Regions from separate parts of the Mus musculus genome. Here all the other regions are linked to region 3. A link is a contact called in public Hi-C and promoter capture Hi-C data. All regions are on one chromosome and are shown on one strand. Each heading gives the region's core, a stretch centred on a gene start, on an enhancer-like site or on the middle of the called end of the contact. The rest is flanking DNA. Distances are from core to core; before and after follow the strand shown.

Region 1 (4,437 bases), core at 1,508-4,007, 1.1 Mb before region 3:
ATATGAGAATCCAAGTTCCTAAAAGATGTAGGCAGCTAAAGTTCTGAGAGTGTCTGTCCTCTTAGATTCCCTGAGTTGTTCCATGTTTCCTTCAAGAGTCTTTGAATTCTATTCATGATTTAAAATTTAGTGTAAAACTCCTTTAAATTTTTTTTTACTATTTATCTTTACTTTTATTCTCTTAAATTTATTTTATGTGTCTGGAGGTTCTGCCTGCATGTTTAACTGTTTACCACAAGCCTGCCTAGTGCTGGAGGACAGAAAGTGTCAAATTCCCCAGGACTGGATGGAGACACAATTGTGTGCTCCCATGTGGGTGCTGAGAATTGAACCCAGGTCCTCTGGGAACACAGCCAGTGACTCTAATGATGGAGCCATCTCTCCAATCCCCTAGTGTAAAACCTTTAATAGTTGTTTCTGGTCTGGTGTTAAATTTCTAGGTCTTAACAGCTAGACTGTTAAGAGTTGGTCCTTACTGGACCACTTCTTCACCAATTCCAACATAACATATTTCTGGACATTTCTCTTTCTTCATTTCAAGTCCTAGTAAATCCATACTTCAAAGCTCATTTTAAGAAAAATCTATTCTGGGCTGGAGAGATGGCTCAGTGGTTAAGAGCACTGGCTGCTCTTCCAGAGGACCTGGGTTCAATTCCCAGCAACCAATGGCAGCTCACAACGGTCTTCAACTCCAGTTCCAGGGGATCTGAGACCCTCACACAGACATACACGCAAGCAAAACATCAATGCACATAAAAGTAAAAATAATAGAAAAAGAAAATCAATTTTAGTAAACTATCCTACATTTTAGTTGTCTGAGTTTTAAGTGAGAACAAGCATTCCTTGACTCAAAAGGCATGTCAGTCACAGCAGGTTAGTCAGAAACTGTTCTGTCTCCTTCCTCAATTCCTGCAGTGCAGCTGTTGCAGTGCAGGGGATCCTGTTGGCGCATTAGTAACCCGAGCAAGTGATCAGTTTTGCCCTACTACCTTTTTCAACACTCACCCACTCCTTGAGAAAAGAGACCTCACCAAATATACTGCTAGCAAACACTAAGGGGCTAAGATGCTGCTTAATGACTCTATTACAGAGGATGGCGAAAGCTTTATACTTTTTCTACCTGACCTTCCTTTTTATGAATGAGAAAACAGGTTCAGAGAAACTAAGTCACTTGCTCAAAGAAACTTAAATTGAGGAGCAAGGTTTGACTCAGACTTATCTGTCTTCCAAACCCCTTGTTTTTCCCCTACAAAAGGGAGGGGGTAAGGGGGGTCGGTTAATCTCTCACATGTAAGGTTAAATATCACAAAAACAATACTCTCATGCCAGCTGGTTCGCTCTGTAAGAACAAAAATGAGAAATTGTCTTTGTGAATCGAATCCAGGATTCATAAACATTTTATCGAAGTCTTGTTCTCAGCAAGGAGAGTCTTTTAAGTGTCAATTATTCGAAATCTAGACAGCTTTGAGAACCTGCTGGTTCATTTGCCATTCATACTAAAGTGTATGTCTTCTCAAATGTCAATTACTACTGGTCTCATTGGACCAAACACAAAGTCGAAAAAAACAAAACAGGCAAGAAATAAACACAGCAAAAACCAAGGGTTCCCCTAACACCCAAGGTTTAGTGCTTCCGACGCCGTTCCGGTGCTTAATGCCTTTCAAGTCCTACCTAATAATTCTCAGCTCCCAAGCAAAAGATGCTCGTACAATCTCTAGGCATGACAACTCACCCGTTTTCCCCGAACCTGGTAGTCCCTGCTAGCCTTGCTTCGCCAAAGCAGATTAGAAATACAAGCCCAGATTGTACGGGGAAAGCTGTTAAGTAGGCAATTTGGAGATGTGTCTCCACTTGCACCAGCAGCCGACGCAGACCTGGCCAGGATGGCCCTTACCCACTCAAAAAATCCTACGACAGCAATCATTTTCCGGCAAGTTGGAGAGCCGAAACCACAACGTGGAAAACTCTGTAAGGACTCCCCAAGATAACGAGCTAGGACTTTAATTTACTCTCGGAAAGGGAGCGGTCAAGGCTTGAAGCGCGGCAAGCCAGTACTTTCGAAACTGTCACTGCACTACAAAAACTAGTGTCTCCCGCCCAAAGTGTGGCACGCGAAAAAGCCAGAGCTCCAGTCCTCAGAAACACACGCCGGGAAGCCTCTGGCCGGTCAGGCTGGGGAACGGGGAGAAGAGGGCCGGAACCCTCATCTGCTCCTGGCAGCCCCAGAGCGGGAAAGGGCCGCCTCGGACCCATAGTCCAGCGACGGAAACCCAGGCCTCCCCGGCGCCCGGAGCCCCAGTCTAACCCGGGCCTCCGTCCCCATTATCCCGCCACCACCCCCGCCCGCGCAGGCGCAGTGGGAGCCGGGCCTACCCGCGCCCCCGAGGCACCGCCGCCATGGCGGAGCGGAGGAGGCCGGCGGCGGCTTAGCGCCCAGCGAGCGCCGCGCTCGCGTCCCCGCGGCCTCCTAGCCACAGCCGCGGCCCTGTCAGCCCCCCGGCCGGCCCCTCCGCCGCCCTCCTCACCCGTTCTTCAGATCCACCTCCAGGATCTTCCCGTAGCCCTTAAAGAAGCGCTCCACATCGCGCTCCCGGGCCTGGTAGCTCAGGCGGCCGATGTACACCCGCGGCATTCCGGCGGCGGCAGCTGGCCCCGGCCCCCCTCAGGCGGCGGCCGGCGAAGGGAAAACGCGGCGGCGGCGGTAACGGGCGGGCGGCGGGACGGACGCAGCCGAAGCCCGGCGACGTACGCGAGCACGCAGCTCGAGAACGCGCGCCCCCGTCTCCCTACCCCCCCCCCCCCGGCGGAGGGGAACGGGAGGGAGCGCGCGCCCGCTTCCCGCCTGGTCAGGGGCGGGGGCGGGGCTTTACTGGAGGCGCGCCGGCGCGGGGCGGGACCTGGCCGAGTGAGCGACAGCTGCAGCACGTCCTCTCGCGAGCTCGCCGTGGCAGCGGCACTTCCCCCGGAAGTGCCTGCGCGGGTGCGCGCCGAGCGGGTGTTCCCGCCTTTGTCCTTTGCTCTGGTAGACTTTCTGTTTTGGGGTGGTTTTCGGTAAACGTCCCTGTGGGAAGTTAGTGGATCCATGACCTTGGGCCCATTTTCCTTTCTCTCGGATCTTTGAGTCTCTTTTATCTTCCTTGTACTTTCAGGGTTGTCTCTACAGTGTCGATACTAGGTATGTAAAAGTGTTCCAATAATTGGTTCGGTATTATTTTGCGGTGTTGTGGATCGAACTCAGGGCCATACGGATGTTAACAAGTGCCCTATCTCTGAGTTACATCTCAGATTTAATTTTTATTTTTTAAAGCACTGACTGCCAGAGGTCCTGAGTTCAATTGCCAGCAACCACATGGTGGCTCACAACCATCTGTAATGGGAATCGGATGCCCTCTTCTAGGGTGTCTGTCTAAAAACAGCTACACTGTACTCATACACATAAAATAAATCCTTAAACAAAAAAGTTCTGACTGTCCTAGAAATAGCCCTGTAGACCAGGCTGGCCTGAAACTTTGCCTGTCTGCCTATTGGCTGGGATTAAAAGCATGTGCCAAACTATGTCCGTTCAGTTTAGTGCCTTGTAGTTAGATTAAGCACGACAGAAAATTACTATTTTCTTTTTTTGTTTATTCATTTTGAGAAAGGGTTTTTCTGTATATCCCCGGCTGTCCCGGAACTCCCTCTGTGGACCAGGCTGGCTTCAAACCTGCCTGCTTCCCAAGTGCTAGAGTTAAAGGTGTACCCCATCTCTGCCAGCTCAGAAAAAATTTCTAACCTGCAAGATTATAATCTATAGATGTCCAGTGTATTGCCAAAATAACCAAATGTAATGAACTGTGCTGGGGCATGTGGGTGCTCAGTAATGAAAGGTTCCTTTTCAGCTTTGCCCAGGAATCACTGAGGGGTTTAGTCTCTTTACTGCATTTCCACTTTAACTGATGTGCTGGGTAAAGTTTTCTCTTCTGCATCTTCTGCTTTCCTTTCTAGAGGCAGTTTCTTAAGTATTCCTTTAGAAGTTAATTTACCATACAGCACTTGGCTTTTCTTTTTTAAGACAAGAACTTTCTATGTCTAATGGCCTTTGACTAACCTGTAAAAGCCTTTCTAAGAACTGTGATTGTCAATTGCAGGTGTGCATCACACCTGATTTTTTTTTTTTTTTTTTTTTTTTTTTTTGAGACAGGGTTTCTCTGTATAGCCCTGACTGTCCTGGAACTCACTCTGTAGACCAGGCTGGCCTCGAACTCAGAAATCCACCTGCCTCTGCCTCCCGAGTGCTGGGATTAAAGGCGTGCACCACCACGCCCGGCTTACACCTGATTTTTGTCTCACTATATTTTAGTCATTTCAGAAGCATATGAAAAGCACTTAAGACCATTTTGTCTTATAACACACTTTTTTATACACAGTAACTTACCTAGTCACTATTCTAGTGAAGAA
Region 2 (4,771 bases), core at 4-2,503, 1.0 Mb before region 3:
TGAATCTGCTGCTTTGAGGGAGTTGTCAAGAGTAGGGATGAAACTTCTAGCCTTGACTGTGATTTTATTTTCTCTGCCCACAGCCCTGAACCAGCTGGCATGGTAGTAAGGCTCTGTGTGAGCTGGGTTGGCATTGGATGGTGGAGAGAGGTCGGGTTGGGGCCAAGCTGGTCAGGAGGGATGTCGCTTTGGCAACTGGCCTCCTATTCCCTCAGGTGCTGTTTGAGGCCCTCATCTCCCCAGACCACAAGGGCTACATAGGCTTAGACGACATCTTGCTCTTCAGCTATCCCTGCGGTGAGTCCCAGTCCACTCAGACATAAGGATGAGGGTAGCCTTGGCTCCTGCCTGCAGGGCATGCAGGCCCAGCTCATGCTGGGGCTCTGCCTGTTTTCCCACAGCAAAGGCCCCTCACTTCTCCCGCCTTGGGGACGTGGAGGTCAATGCAGGCCAGAACGCATCCTTCCAATGCATGGCAGCAGGCAGAGCCGCAGAGGCAGAACACTTCTTCCTGCAGGTGAGCGTCCCACAGAGACTTGGCTCCAAGGACCTTTTGCCTCCTTGGCTTGGTACCCTTTTGGGGTTTTGGGTCCTCCCTTCATATGCCAGCATCTATATACACCTATATACACAGTGTCTTGCCTCCCCTAGGCTGTGCTCTGCCAGCTAGCATCCCCTTAACTCTGGGATGGAGGCCAGTTCCAGGATCCTCAAATGCTCAGGGGATAGTAGGGACTCAAGTACACTGCTTCCTAACTCTCTTTTTTCTCTTCAGCGTCAGAGTGGAGTGCTGGTGCCTGCGGCCGGGGTGCGGCACATCAGCCACCGTCGCTTCCTGGCCACTTTTCCGCTGGCCTCGGTAGGCCGCTCAGAGCAGGATCTGTACCGTTGCGTGTCCCAGGCCCCGCGTGGTGCTGGCGTCTCCAACTTTGCAGAGCTCATCGTCAAAGGTCAGCCGATTGGCCTTGAGGAAGGCCCGTCTGGTGGGGAGAGGATAGGGCGGAGTCCGTGTAGAGGTGTGCATGGAGCTAGCTCCTTGGAGGACTTGTTGGGAGGTCGCACAGCAGATTTAGCCGAACGCTTGATAGCAGCTCGAGGGACCTGGGAGGAAAGAGAGAGTCTCGTGATAGGGGAGGATTAGGTTTTAGAGGTATTTTCTAGCTGTGACCTGAACAGTGTTGCCAGGCAGAGGGATGGGCTGGCCGCGTGAGAGAAGGATACAGGGAGCCCGGGCCTAAATTCCTATGCGCCTTCCAGGTGCTAACCCAGCGAGTGTGCTGGGATCCCCCAGGCCTAAACTTGGGAGTTCGGAGTGGGCGTGGCTGAGTTATGGAGTTCTAGGGCCACATGGTGGCATTAGTAGGCTCCTCCTCTTCTGCATATCGTCGCAGAGCCTCCCACCCCCATCGCGCCCCCACAGCTGCTGCGTGCAGGCCCCACCTACCTCATTATCCAGCTCAACACCAACTCCATCATTGGCGACGGGCCGATCGTGCGCAAGGAGATCGAGTACCGCATGGCACGGGGCCCGTGGGCCGAGGTGCACGCTGTCAACCTGCAGACCTACAAGCTGTGGCATCTGGACCCAGACACTGAGTATGAAATCAGCGTGCTGCTCACACGCCCGGGAGATGGAGGCACAGGCCGCCCTGGGCCACCACTGATCAGCCGGACCAAGTGCGCAGGTGAGTGGCAGGACGGCCTTCTTCCACAGAGGCAGCAAGGCCTCCCGACACACACACACACACATTTATTGACACATAGATAAAATAGCTTGGGCTATTTCTCCATAGCTTGTCTCAAAAAAATAAAACCAGATAAACAAAAGAGACAAAAAGACAATACCACCCCCGCCAACCAAAACAAAACAAAAAGACAGACCAAGAAAACAAACCACGAAACTTACCAGAGCCCTGTGATAGGTTGTTGTCATACCTACTTCACAGATGAGGTGACTGAGACAGAGATGTTAGGCGACTGGGCAAAGAACACAAAGCCAGTAAGCGGCAGAGATGGGACCAGAACTCTTAACTGGCTGGGTAACAATCCTTAAACCCTATCAATTAAAAATTGTGTGTGATGGATTTTGGCTGGATTCCTTGGATCTGGCATTGAGTCAGAAGTCAGTTCTCCCTTGTTTCGGAGGATAAAGTAGCTGTTGCTAAGGACCCCGATGCACCTGCACCCAGAAGACTAATAAGAGAAACGGACAGGGTTCTCTGTGATGTCAGTGTGCTGCTGTTTCTAGAATTTTCTTAGTGAGAAATGTAGATTCTCGATGTAGATTCATGTGCGGGTCCTCCTTACTCTATAATGTTTTCCACAGCAGTTCCATTTTAGATAACTATGGTTTAATTTTACAATGAAGATTGACATCTGAGGCTGGCAAGATGGCTCAGTTGGTAAAAGGTGCTTGCTGCCAACCCAGTCAGTATGGAGACTCACAGGGTGGAAGGCGAGAACCCATTCTCAGAAGATGTCCTCTGACTTCCAGATGTGTGCCCCCTTCCCCAAGCCAGATGTGCAGCTGAAAAATAATGTATACAATGTAACAAAAATGTGTAACAACAAAATGAAGCCCACAGACTCCATAGCTATTGTAACAGATTCCCGCAGTTTCTGGTGTTTGTGTGCCCCAGTATGTGTAATTAGTTTTGTGTAATTTATCACCGGTGTAGGTTTGTGTATACAGTGGGAAGCCCAAGCACTCAGTGTTGCTATAGATAATTCCTGTTGCTGTTTTAGACCATACCCACATCTCTCTTCCTCCTCCCACCCCCTTGGTAACCACAGATCAGTCCTTCATTTCTAGAGTTTTCTCTTTTCTAGAATGTTCCATAAGTGACATCATGCAGTATATAATCTTTTTGGAATCACTTTTTTTTGTAACAGATTTATTACAGTATGATCTGCATTCGTACATGTCACTCATTAAAATTTACAGTTTAGAGGTGTTAAGTATCTCTGGTGTTGCACAACTATTAATGATTGGTTTTGGAATATGTCATCACTCTTAAGTGGAAACCTTATGCCATTTAATGATTCGCCCAGTTCATCTTAATCCTGAAGCCCCAGTCAAACACCAGTCTACTTTCTATCTCTCTTGATTTAGTTTTTGGAGATGTTTTATACAACAGAACCATGCATGACAGTTTATAGTGTTTTGCTGGTTTGTGTGTGTGTGTGTGCGAGCATATGTGACTGTGTACAAGCACTTTTGTGCTTGTAGTATGTGCACTTATGAGCTCAGGTACTTGAGGAGGCCAGAAGAGAGTCCTGGGTGCCCCCTGGAGTTGGAGTTACACTCTCAGATGTGAATCACCTGATGTGGTTCCTGGGGACTGAACCCCAGGATCTCTACAAGAGCAGCAATTGCTTTAAATAGCAGAGTCCTCCCTCCCTTCCATGGTCCTGATTTGCATTTCTGTAAGTCTAGTGTTGTTGAACATCTTTCCACACATGGCTGCCGCCGCCTGTGCTGCTCAGTGGATCGCCTGTTCGTATCATTGCTCATTTCTTAATAGAATTGCTTTTTTTTTCTTCTATAGGGTTTTGAGAGTTCTTTATGCATTCTAGATACTAGATGTACCTCGAATTTACTATTAATGCATTAATGGATTAATGGATTATAATATATAGGTATTTCTTCCGGTAGGGATCTCATCTCCTCATTGTCTTTACATGGACTGAGAGCAAACATTTTAAATTTTGATGAATTTTTGTTTCTCAAATTGCCCAGTGCCTTTGGAGCCAAGCAGAAGTGTTCCTTGCCTAGCCCTAGTGGTCAAAAATCTTTTTCTATTTCTTTTTTTATTTTATTTTTCTCTAAGAGTGTAACAGTTTCATCTTTATATCCATGGTGTACTTTGAATAATGTATGATGTTTAAGGTTAAGAGTCAGTTTTTACAATTGATATTACATTTTATTTTATTTTATTTTATTTTTATTTTTTGGGAAATTTATTTACTTAGGGTTGGTCTGTGTGTGGGCATGTGCTTGCCACCACGCGCATGGGTTGGAGGACAGCTTATTGGCGTCTGTTCTCTCCTTCTACCGTGTGGGTCCTGCGGATCGAACTCAAGTTGTCAGGTTTGACAGCAAGCATTTTTTACCTACTGAGCCATCTTGACAGCCTGCAATTCATATTCTTAAGTGTTATTAAAAGCTGATTTGTGGGCCAACTAAAATCTAATTTAATGCCAGACTTTGGGAGAGAGATGGTGAGCCAGTGTGGCTGTGGTGATTGCCTTCTAGCTGAGGGGTCTGGGTGGGTGGGGTGATGTACCCTCTGAGAACTTCATTCTTCTTATTTTGTAAGTGGGAACAACATTAATCTCTACCATATAAGGTAGCGTAAAGACTCGGCCAACGGGTGTTTATTGAGTGTCTATTATGTGCCAGATAATGTCATAGTTGCTAGGGTTACATGGCAGCACCCTAGACAGAGGCCACCACCGTTTGTGTCCTCTTAAGACTCTGCAGGGAGCTTGTGTCCTGGCAGAAGGAGGCGGATGATAAATAAACAAACAAGTGGAATATATAGCCTGTCAGATGGTGATAAGTGCGTGAGGAGGAATAAATCAGGGCGGGGACGAGAAGGGGGCGTAGGATTGTTATTTATAAAAAGCTGAAGGACTGTCTTACTGAGATGGCGGCATCTGAGCAGAGTCATCAGAGTCTCCTGAGCAGGAGGTGAGGGGCTGAGCCAGGTGGTGTGCTATAGGGGTGCAGCTAGGGAGGCAACAGTCCAGACAGACAGACCTTTGAGTG
Region 3 (4,343 bases), core at 1,511-4,010:
AGTAGGAGGGTAGGAGTTCAAGTTCATCCTTGTCTATGTAGCAAGTTCGTGGCTAGCCTGAGCTACATGAGACTCTGCCCCCACCTCCTCCACAAAGGAATCTACGTGCACCAAGTGCTATGGCTACACTTTCACTCTTTGCTCCGTCTTAGAGAGAGAGGAAGCCACGGCATGGGACAGTTAAGTCACTTCCACAAAGTCACACAGCCACAAATCAGTTGAATAACCACCCCTGACAGCAATACTGAGTGTCATCTATGGTCACTCCCAGATCTGGACCTTTAAAGGACATTCTCCAAAGGCTATACTTTCTAGTGTCCCCACATTCCATGTCACTCTGGGAGTCACCTAACCAGAAAAGCTGAGGTGGTCTGAGGACCTCAGAGCCCTAGACAGTCAGTCTCTCAGGACCAAAGCCTCGAATCTGTAGGTCAGAACACACCCCCAACTTGACAGCCACAGCCTGGATCAAACCAGCCTTCTCCTCCCTGGAGTTCCCTTCCCCTGATCCCGTGCTCTCCCAGACTAACAAGAAGACCCAGGGTCATCCTGTTTTTCCCCTGCTGAGCCAACCACTGTCAGTCCCTTGCTGTCACCAGAGACCATTCCTGGAACTACTACCTGGGCTTCTGATCTAGCCTCAGCCCTCACTGAGAAGCATCCTTTAACCCTTAGCTTTCCAGGCCAGGTAACAGTGCAGAGAGTCCTTCCTCTACAGTCCCAGCCCCTCCCTGGGAGGACAGCATGCTTGCAGAGAGAATACCTCTTGAGACCCATCCCTACCACAATCTCTCCCCTCGCTCAGCCAGGTCACCATCTGGGCATGCCACTCAGCATCAGTCTCAATCATGCCAGCTCCACTTTGCCCTCACACCTACCTGGTTGAAGCCCTACTATGTGCTGAGTCCTCAAAAATCTCCCTGAATCCTTTCACTACGGGTAGAATGTGTATTATTCCTTCCTAGGGACAGTAGCTCCAGTGAAGCCATTTGTCCTGAGCCCTTTGTACTCAACACCAAAATGCCTTCAAAGGTGCCTCTGTGTCCACTCTGCCTCCCCGGAGGGCACCCTTAGTCCGTCTTTGCAGAGAGGAAAGCTGGGACTCAGAGGAGTGGCCAGGCTGGCTCAAGACCTCACTGTGATTGGGTGGTGGTCTTCACTGGACTTTGAAACCAGATCTTTGATGTCAAGGGTAATTTTCTATAATGCTGCTGAAAAGCAGTTCCCACTGCCAGTGTGGGTAGTGCTGCCTTTTGCTCAGGAACCTCTCCCCTCACCCCATCAGGAAAAAAAGGAAAAAGAAGAAGAAGAAGAAGAAGAAGAAGAAGAAGAAGAAGAAGAAGAAGAAGAAGAAGAAGAAGAAGAAGAAGAAGAAGAAGAAGAAGAAGAAGAAGGAGAAGAAGAAGAAGAAGAAGAAGAAGAAGAAGAAGAAGAAGAAGAAGAAGAAGAAGAAGAAGAGAGAGAGAGAGAAGAAGAAGAAAAGAAAAGAAAAGAAAAGAAAAGAAAAGAAAAGAAAAAAAGGGCAAGGCATGAACCGACCACCAGGTACTATCTTGGGGTCCCCTCCCCAAAGCTAACAGTTGTCAGGGCAGCTCAGAGTCTTGCCTGCCTCCCTACAATCTGGCCACCTTGCTTAGGAGAGAAGGGGCGTGCCGGCCAGCCTGGGCTCTGGTGGTCATCTGAGTGGGTAGGGACAGCCATTGCTCCTGGAGTCAGCCACATGGGGGTAGGACCTAGAACTCCCCAGCTCACTCAGCCCACATTTAGACACCTGTCAACTCAGAACTCACTTGGGAGCTGGGTTCCTCAGAGCAGGGACCCGGCTCATCCACCTGCAGGACCGACCCTCTTCCTCCCGTTCTGCTAGTGAAACCAGAACCAAGTTCAATCCCTTAGCTACTTCGGTTTCTCAAAGGGACAGTCAGGGGTCACCTGGTACCCACCTCTGATGGCACACACACCCATGTCTTCTGGGGTGGGAGCTGAGCCAGGTCCACCATCGCTACACACCTGCACACACATACGTGTGCTTTCACACAGGTCCATGGGTCAAAGCACACACCCCCTCACCCACAGTCACACAGCCTTGGCCATGGTGGAACACAGCGTGCAGAATGGGTCACCCTAGTGTGGAGCGGGATGCGGATGCCATCCAGCCATATGGACAGAGCCTCTCCCGTGCCCACACCCACAGGTGCCCACGCACCCTTCTTAGAAGCAGACACACACACACAGGGTCACCCTCATTCACCCTCGCGGGTCACCTTCATCGACCCACCCCCTCCTCCTCCAATGCCCCCAAGGCCCTGCAGGCAGCTTGGGATGGAGTGGGGGTGGGGAGAAGGCGACCCCAGCGGATACCGGACGCACACGCTTCCCGGCGGGGAGGGGACCCCATGAGACCGGGACACACCCAGCGCGGCACGCGCGACGAGGGGACACGCAAAGACACGCGGGGTACACGCTGGGGACCCTCTTGGGGCCCATCACTCACCCCCGCGGCGCGGCCGGCCAGCAGCAGCAGCAGCAGCGGTGGCAGCAACAGCCCGCGGGCCCCGGGCGCATGGGTGGCGGTGTCCACGCGCTGCCCCTGTGCGGTCCCGCGGCGCGGCGGCCCGGGCTTCATGGCGGCCTTTGTTCGCGGCGCGGGCTGCGCGGGACCTGCGCTCGGCTCCTCGGCCGCCGGCTCCGCCTCGCTCGTTCGTTCGCTCGCTCGCGGCTCCGCGCCCACAGCGGCCGCGCCCGCAGGAAGCGTCGCCGCCGCCGCCGCCACCGCCGCCGCCCCCCGCGCAGGCGGGGCGAGCAGGAGGGCGGGGCCGCGGCGACACCGGCACGCGACACCGCCCCCGGCCTCAGTTTCCCCCCGCGCAGGGGGGGGGGGGCGAGGGGCGTTGACGTCTGCCCCCCTACTGTGGATCCGCGAAGCACGCCGTGTGCGAGCCGCGGGAGAACCTGCTCTTCCAGACAGCACCCCGGGTCTCTCTGCTCCCAGTAGGGTGGTGTCAGAGGACCCCGACTCGGGGTTCCCCCTGGTCCTCCTGAGCTTCTCCTTGGCCTGTTTGTCTGAGAGACACAGGCCCCTAGCCACCCTGAGTTCAGGAAGCAGGGGCTTGGGTCAGCTACAGGCACGCATGGCGAACACCAGCACGCGTCTGCTGCTCACACGCTGGTGAAGTCTCCAGTTTCCCATTCACAGGGGCTCAGTTGCACTAAGGGGTCTCCGGGGAGGCTGGTAAGGGTAGGCGTTGGTTAGTTGGCATGTGAGCTGAGCAGGACACCCTTTGATGTCCCTGCAATCGGCACTATCCATTTGATGGCCATGTGTCCTTGGAAAGAAACCCAGAGCATGAAGCTCCGCACCATATAAGGCAGAGTGTGAGATGGGTTCCCCAGAGGGAGTGAGAGGCTGGGGCATCACAGGTATGCAAGGCTTGCCTAGCTAACCTCGGTAGACATCCTGGGGGGGGGGGGGCGTCCACTCTGTGGCTTACAGATCGCTGAGAACGAGCCAAGCCTGAGTAGTAGCTGCCTGTAACCCCAGTACTCATGACTTAGGAGGCTGAGGCAGAGGGATCTCAAAGCCTGGGCTACATACTGAGTCTCTGTATTTTCAAATATAAGAGGGGAGGGAGAGCTGGTGAGAGATACAGCATACTACTTAAAGATGTAAGTGACTAGTTCCCGGTACCCACACCAGGCTAGACACAACGCCCTGTGACTCCAGCTTCAGAGGATCTAATACCTTTAGCCTCCAAGGACACCTGCATTAATGTGCAGAGGTGTGACACGCATGCCCGCGTGTGCACACATACACACGAATAATAAAAATAAATCCTTTAAAAATGATAAAAATAAATGTTGACACTTTTTTTTTAAGGAAGATGGACTTTCAGGCTGACCTTGAACTTGTGATGTAGCTGAGTATGACCTTGAACATCTATTCCTACTACCTCCATCACATCCAATTTGTGCTGTGCTAAGAACCGAACCCAGAGCTTTGTGCAGAAGGGCATGTGCTCCACCAACTGAGCTACATCCCCAGGCCCTCACAAAGAGTCTTTTAAATCAATCCCATTCGATGCGTTTTGGCATTTGAAGCTAAGATGCCTTGAAGAATACAACATGAAAAGATTGACCTGCCTAGGAATCAGGAACTGGCTTTATCACTAGCATAGCCAGGAGCTGAGGGACTCTAGCTTTGGGTTAAGCAAGTGCTTGGGTTCAAATCCTGGTTCTGACAACCATGGGCTCTGGTACTTGTTTGTACAACTTCACCTCTCTGAGCCTATTCCCCAATGTCTGATGGAAATGAAGACCATATGGGCTTCACTTATTCATTCAAC

The links. Promoter capture Hi-C pulls out the DNA fragments that hold promoters and counts their contacts. A called contact is a pair of places that touch in the nucleus more often than the background predicts.
Region 1: a contact with region 3 is called in a Hi-C map of B cells, with 8 read pairs. The contact joins the promoter of Srsf4 here to the promoter of Sdc3 in region 3. A contact is called at or near these places in 3 of 39 promoter capture datasets (the 3T3-L1 cell line, hippocampal neurons and maxillary cranial neural crest), 2 of 484 Hi-C or Micro-C datasets (B cells and embryonic fibroblasts), 6 of 115 datasets of contacts at active chromatin or transcription factors (embryonic brain, forebrain, large pre-B cells and 3 more) and 3 of 9 other capture datasets (adipose tissue, liver and pancreatic islet).
Region 2: a contact with region 3 is called in a promoter capture Hi-C map of embryonic stem cells, with 6 times the contacts expected there. The contact joins the enhancer-like site here to the promoter of Sdc3 in region 3. A contact is called at or near these places in 23 of 39 promoter capture datasets (the 3T3-L1 cell line, 3T3-L1-derived adipocytes, the C10 cell line and 16 more), 3 of 15 datasets of contacts at CTCF or cohesin (embryonic stem cells, large pre-B cells and pro-B cells), 35 of 484 Hi-C or Micro-C datasets (the AML12 cell line, B cells, the C2C12 cell line and 24 more), 10 of 115 datasets of contacts at active chromatin or transcription factors (bone marrow-derived macrophages, craniofacial prominence, embryonic forebrain and 7 more) and 3 of 9 other capture datasets (adipose tissue, embryonic stem cells and liver).

Annotation. Positions count from the first base shown.
Region 1 is chr4:131,871,959-131,876,395 of GRCm38.p6, reverse strand. Srsf4 (serine and arginine-rich splicing factor 4) reads right to left here and starts at 2,757. Exons shown (of 6, transcript NM_020587.2): 1 at 2,526-2,757. The coding sequence starts at 2,632.
Region 2 is chr4:131,815,708-131,820,478 of GRCm38.p6, reverse strand. It overlaps Ptpru (protein tyrosine phosphatase, receptor type, U), which reads left to right. Exons shown (of 31, transcript NM_001083119.2): 4 at 216-297; 5 at 402-517; 6 at 776-950; 7 at 1,392-1,685. Among named protein-coding and RNA genes, the nearest start is that of Gm52680, 19 kb to the right of the region's middle. Within about 2 kb of position 1,253, at least 6 of the 459 cell types and tissues checked have an H3K27ac peak or open chromatin away from gene starts, as enhancers often do. A contact at or near this core is called in embryonic stem cells, where this site is marked.
Region 3 is chr4:130,790,954-130,795,296 of GRCm38.p6, reverse strand. It overlaps Sdc3 (syndecan 3), which reads right to left and starts at 2,760. Exons shown (of 5, transcript NM_011520.3): 1 at 2,495-2,760. The coding sequence starts at 2,626.